Regions from separate parts of the Rattus norvegicus genome. Here region 1 is linked to region 2. A link is a contact called in public Hi-C data. All regions are on one chromosome and are shown on one strand. Each heading gives the region's core, a stretch centred on a gene start, on an enhancer-like site or on the middle of the called end of the contact. The rest is flanking DNA. Distances are from core to core; before and after follow the strand shown. Region 1 holds the start of Adamts1 (ADAM metallopeptidase with thrombospondin type 1 motif, 1). Region 2 has its middle 120 kb from the start of Adamts1.

Evidence for each region. Hi-C and Micro-C count contacts between places; a contact is called where the count stands out from the background.
Region 1: a Hi-C map of mammary epithelial cells shows a contact between it and region 2, with 2.5 times the contacts expected there. The contact joins the promoter of Adamts1 here to the enhancer-like site in region 2. A contact is called at or near these places in 4 of 12 Hi-C or Micro-C datasets (the Rat2 cell line, Schwann cells, mammary epithelial cells and 1 more).

Annotation. Positions count from the first base shown.
Region 1 is chr11:38,425,702-38,428,904 of GRCr8, reverse strand. Adamts1 (ADAM metallopeptidase with thrombospondin type 1 motif, 1) reads left to right here and starts at 1,521. Exons shown (of 9, transcript NM_024400.2): 1 at 1,521-2,631. The coding sequence starts at 1,902.
Region 2 is chr11:38,302,106-38,305,332 of GRCr8, reverse strand. No RefSeq gene overlaps it. Among named protein-coding and RNA genes, the nearest start is that of Adamts1, 120 kb to the left of the region's middle. Within about 2 kb of position 1,537, at least 35 of the 93 cell types and tissues checked have an H3K27ac peak or open chromatin away from gene starts, as enhancers often do.

The DNA of each region.
Region 1 (3,203 bases), core at 272-2,771, 120 kb before region 2:
TTGTGGTGGCCTTGTTTCTCCTAACCACTTTTTTTTAAAAAATTCGGTCCTCCCTGGTGTGGGAGATAGTTTTTATATTTTCATGTAGGCTATCTAGAACCCTGGGAAAGTGTCTGACAGAAAGCCTTGGAAGAGGACACCTTGGAAGATTGTAAGGGACTGTGTGAGGCCCACAAATAGAGTAAGATCTGGGGAGGAGCAAAGGGACGCGGATCAACCAAGAGCCAACCCAGCAACTGATGGGGGTGGGGCCGCCAGTCCGGAGCCCAGAACTGGGAAGGGCAGGGAGCAAGAGCGCGCTGGTGTGAGCCCGCCGGTCTGCCTCGGGACTTGGGTTGTGGTTCTCAAGATTGTCCTAATGCCTTTCCGCCAGTGAGAGCATTGTGAACCATTTCCTTCCTCTGGGTCGCAGAGCCCCTCCCTCTTTCTCAGTGGAGGAGCCTCTCGACTTTTTCTTAGAGGCCGGGATAGGAAGGGCTCAGCTTTTGTGACTTTCGTAACGCGCGGATGCTGCCTTTCCCTTCCCGGTAGGAAGAGCTGGGGGAGGGGGAACCCTGTTTCCTCCCATCCCATCCCATCCCCCCTGCTTTGGACTTGGTACTGAAGAGGGGAATCTTAGCTGCATCTGTCCGCCTGGCCTGCGGCCTGCAGCAGCTGCTGTTAAGATTTTGGAAGGACGCGGACTGGGCGGGAGTTGCTTCCCTGGTGAAGAAGAGCAAGCAGAAATCCCTTCTTAGTCTCTAGGGAACTCAAGCTGGTTCCAGATTGACTGTTCCGGAAAGAGCCAAGATACACCCCCCGCCCCCCCAGAAGTCTCTAGGTAGGACTTGAGGAAACTGTTAAGGTCATTCCACGTGGACTTTTAAAATCCAGAGTCTGAGTGCCCATGACCGCCCCCCCCCCCAGCCCCACCTCTCTCTCTCCCTCTTGAGAAGCGCAGAGTCAACACACTTTGCCCAAGAAAAGCTGGGATAAAGAGAAGGACGCTGTAGCCAAGGTGCTCAGAGAAGGGTAGAAGAGACGGGAAAAATGGGGTCCTTTTTAAGGAAAAGGCAGCTGTAGTTAAAGCCCACTTTCCGGGAGAAGAGGCTCTACGTAGGGAAGAAAGGGAACTTTGAGGAATCTTTTCAACTAGACCCTCTTTCTTGGAAACTGCAGCCCAGCCGGGGCACAGGAAGGGCGACAGGAAGCAGGGTGGTCCGGGAATCAGCAGCCTTGAGACGAAGTTAAAGGTTCACTCTTTTCCCCAGAGTAGCCAGGGCTGTACAAAGTGCTGGTCACAGCGCTGTTTCGGCGTCTTACACCCCCAGAGTGACGAGCTGTGGCGTGAGGCCAGCGCGGAGGCTGCCCCCTCCCCCTTTGGGCCCCGAGGCGCAGAGCTCGGTTTAGCACCAACTGAGCTCAGGGGGCGGTGTCGCAGGGTTGGGGGGGGGAGGGGCTCCAATGTGGCTATAAAGGGGCGGCCGAGGCTGCCTAGTTCTTGCACTCGCTAGAAAGCTGCTCAGAGCTAGGTGCTGTCACTAGGCCTGAGCGCACAGCCCGGCGGAGAGAGCAGATCCTTGCTCAGATCCAGCCCTATCGCGGCCAAGGCGGAGGACGAAGAGTCCAGGCTCTTATTCTGGACTTGTTCCCCAATTCCAGGGCGCTTCTCGATCCTGCAGCAGCCTCTTAGCGGCTCCAGCAGTGCGGAGCCATTAACTACTCGGTGCTGGAATAAAAAAATTCCCGCGCGCCGGCGCAGCCTTTTTCTAAGTGACCCGGAGCTTTTGGCTGCGAGCTCTGCAAGAACTTTCAAATCAAAGTGCTTGTGAATTTTAAGCATCCGGAGCAGGCCAACGAAGCTCTGCGCGTCTAACCGTCTAACCAGAACAAGAGTTCTCTGCGCTGCAGTGTGCGGTGTCATGCAGCCAGAAGTCCCTTTGGGGTCAGGCAAGCTGAAGCCCTGCTCAGACATGGGGGACATCCAGCGGGCAGCGAAGTTTCGGAGCTCTCAGTCTGCACACATGCTGTTGCTACTCCTCGCTTCCATAACAATGCTGCTATGTGTGCGGGGCGCACACGGGCGCCCCACGGAGGAAGACGAGGAGCTGGTGCTGCCCTCGCTGGAGCGCGCCCGGGGCCACGGTTCCACCACACTCCTCCGTCTGGACGCCTTTGGTCAGCAGCTGCATCTGAAGTTGCAGCCAGACAGCGGTTTCTTAGCGCCTGGCTTCACCCTCCAGACGGTGGGGCGCAGTCCTGGGTCCGAGGCACAGCATCTGGACCCCACTGGGGACCTGGCCCACTGCTTCTACTCTGGCACGGTGAACGGTGACCCCAGCTCCGCCGCCGCCCTCAGCCTCTGTGAAGGTGTGCGCGGTGCCTTCTACCTACAAGGCGAGGAGTTCTTCATTCAGCCAGCGCCTGCGGTGGCCACCGAGCGCCTGGTCCCCGCCGAACCGAAGGAGGAGTCAATCGCACCTCCGCGGTTCCACATCCTGAGGCGAAGGCGGCGGGGCAGCGGCGGCGCAAAGTGCGGTGTCATGGACGAAGAGACCCTGCCAACCAGCAACTCGGGTCGCGAAAGCCAGAACACCCCGGACCAGTGGCCTCTGCGGAACCCCACTCCTCAGGGCGCGGGAAAGCCAACAGGTATAAGAGTGGCCCCCTTAGTCCACCCCGCCCCCCTTCTTTATGAGGGCACACTTCAGATTGCTTCTGCATGGGAATGACGCAGACCTGCAGTGAATTGAGGTTCTGGGGTCGGAACTCCCAAAAAAGTTGACCAAAGCCTGCTAGAACTATTATTTGCCCGAATGATTAATAGTTTAAGAAAAGAAGGAATCAGATCCTTCAGATAAGGGCGAAGCATTTCCTCCGAGAAGTCTATAACTCCATTCCTTACACTAGAGAATCTCTTCCCATCCCTTTAATTCCTTTAGTGAATGTATGAGTTCACTTTAACTAGGTTGTAGTTTCGCGCTGAGTTTTGTAACGTCAGTCCGTGTGTGCACGTAGAGCTCAAAGGAGGGCGGAGTAAAGGAGCAATGGTGACCTGGATGTGTGTTCAGGAGCCTAGGCAACGGAGTGGTGATCTCAGTTCTGTGGCCTTCGGTCAGTCCCCTTCCCCCATTTGAAAAGCTGACCCCGATGGCTGGTGGCTCTGAGGGGCCCCTCTGCAGAACCTACTTGGGAGGTCTTTGCTCCGCTCGCCCCGCCTCTAG
Region 2 (3,227 bases), core at 288-2,787:
GACACAGAGGTGGCCTGTTCTGAGAGAGAGAGAGAGAGAGAGAGAGAGAGAGAGAGAGAGAGAAAGAAGGGAAGTAAGGGGAAGCCTGCTGGAAGAGCCCTAGCAGACTCCCATGACTGTGAGTTCAAGAAAAATGGGTAAGATTGAAATTGTGCCATCAGTTCATTCATTGCCCTTCGCCAGTGGCTAAGGAGCTTTCCTGAGGAGTTGAGGAGCCTCCTTTCTTCCTGTGTTTGCCATCGCAAGTGATCATGAAGAAGGAGCCTCTGAGGAAACAGTTAAATGAGTTATTTTCCTGTATTCAAGCACATGCACACACACACACACACACACACACACACACACACAGAGGGTGGGGGTTGAGGGGAGGTGAGAAAGACAGACACACACAAAGGGACAGACACAGACAGAGATACACAGAAACAGAGAGACAGAAAGACAGAGGGAGAGATCTACTTTGCTTCCTACTTGCACAGGAGTTGGTTTTAATGTATTAATTAGGTGTGTAAGTAAAAAACCTCAAGAAAAGTTTATGAGCAACAGGAAACTCCTTTGGCCTCCCGTCTCTTCTCCATCTACTTTGTTTTATTTAACCAGATGGTCCCCCACCACTTCCTGACTCCACCATAGTCCAAAGTACAGCTCCGTCACACCCTATAGTATGCTGTCTTGGTGAAGCCATATCCAGATGATGGATAACTGCACCAACTGTTAACTGCACTGTTTTCTAATATGGAAGCAAAAAAGATAAATTTACACTCCCATTAGGAGTTAAATGAACTTCCTTATTCAACCACTAGATGGCACTTTTAACCCACGATCAGCTGCCTCTAAAACTAATATTTTATTTTTACTCGAACATTTTTACTGTTTGAGAAAGGATGAAATATAAGAGAATATGTCTCTAAAAATCCTAATTTTAAGTAAAATCAACCAAAGACTACTTGGGTGTAACTTTTTAAAAACACGAATTGCATTTAAAAAACAACCTTATGGCCAAACTCTGATCCTAGGCTGTATAATGCACCAAACAAAAGGTTTATGTAAGCCTACATTTGGAAATAGACTGACGTGTACGACGCAGCAGCTGCAAATGAAACAGGAAGTCTAGATTTTCTATTGCACTCGACTTGACTGCTCAGAAACAGAATTTATATGTCTCCATGTTTTCACAATTTTTTAAAACTCAAACTCAGCCTCGAGACTCCATTTGCTTAAATGATGTCTTTACATTGCAGTTTACACAAACCGGAAAACCATTTCCCAACCAAAGGTTTATAAAAAGGTCTACGTTTGACCTGTACGGATGTTGATTACATGAAAACAAATTATAATTTATGCTGAGAAGTCTCAAAGCAGTAAGTACCGGCTGACCTAGTCTCCCACACATGAGGAGAGATGATTAGGAAGAAATGTCTGTTTCCACGAAAAGTAACATCAGCGTTGATAATGTGGGTCGGCGCTCAGTTACAGAGAGACCTTAATAACCTCAAACAGGGTTCCGAGTCCCGGGAACACAGGGAGAGCACTGGCTCCAGGGACCACATTTTACAAGTTGCAGCCAATCATATTGAGTAGCTCCCGGTGAAATCTAACCACTATTACTATCAAGAACGTCCTAGGAAGAGCATATTTCAACTTCAACAGGCTTTGCAAGAAGGGTCAAGGAAAGTGCGGAGTAACCCTTCTCAAAAAGCCCATTGAAGAAAGGAAGTCTCCTTCCCAGCTCCCAAACGGCACTCAGAGATCTCTGCCGCCATCTTGCACTTCAGGAGAATCGTGATTCTCTGGGGATCGACAGCCTTTATCTACAGCTAAGTAGGGCATCGGACCACAAAGGATCTGCTTCGCAGTGAGGGGGAGGCAAAAGAAAAGCAAGTGAGGAAGAGCTCATTAAACTCAGCGAGGACCTGCCAAGCTCTGAAAAACCAGGACAAGTGCAGGCTCTTTGATGCCACCTAGTGTTGACAACTATATCAGATCTTTGTAGCACTGGTTCCTAAGTTATCCCCAGAAGTGCTAACCTCCATCTCACCCAAATCCTGTGTCTGGTAAAACAGATAGCCATTCCCTGGGTAGTAGGTGGAATCATAGGCATCTAACATGACAGTTTGTGAGCCAAAAATGTGCAGTTTACAAGTGTTTTCCACAAGAACTCTGTAGAACAAACAGCCTACTTTATCACCAATACCACCTTCTTTCCGGTATCGTAATCACACAGAGAGGAATAGTGGGAAGACGTGGGTCTTTAATGCACTCATCTTTCGTAGCTTTAAAAATTATGTAATAATGGCATCATTTGCTCAGAGATCCCTGATGGAGCTTTGACGGGCCGTAAAGCTTTGCATAGTCAGTCTCCAGGTTTTGGCTCCTTGAGAGAAATTCCCTTCTCAACCCTAGGAGAACAGTGGAAACATGAACACACAAGCGAGAGTATTTTGCTCATTTTCATGTTTGATTTCAGCTCTCTCATTTATTCTTTTTAGGGTTGCACCAAGGAAACACCATAAATGCAGTGACTTAAAGCACCAAATGGAGCCCCAAAACACAGTGAAAAATCAAAATGTCTACAGAATCCCAATCGCTTTGCTGCCTGGCTTCTCCCAGCCCTGGTGGCGCTGTCACCCCTGTCCTTTGGCTGCTGCATCTTCCCTGCCATGCCTGTGGGCTGGATAACATTCTATTAGTGTTCCTATTTTTAAGTGGTCTTCCCTTTTGTAAAGATCACCAAAATTAAGTATATATAGTCCCCTGGTCATCACGTGATTGCATACGTGAATACCCTATTTCCAAAGAAGGTCACTTTCTTAGGGACAAAGGAACAGATATCAGTTTATCTCCATAGAGACCAAAGCTCACCACCCTTCCAACATCCTAGCTGTTTGGCTAAGAAGAATCTAAGACAGAGGAAGAATCTTTCAAAATTCAGAGTTTTGTGACAAGGCATTATGTCAATTCTCAAAGTGATTTAGTACCACTTTACTGACTTCCTTCTCTAATGATGTCTCGGAGACACACAGACCCAGACAGTTATCCCCACAGTCACCCCATGCTTGTCCGCCAAGAAGCCTACAAGACATAGTCTAGCCAAGAACTCTTCACTAAGTAAGGAATAAATCTGTCTTCTCCAGTTTCCCCACAGACATGCACACACCACACACACACACACACACACACACACACACACACACACACACACACACACACACAGGAGAAAGAGAGAGAAA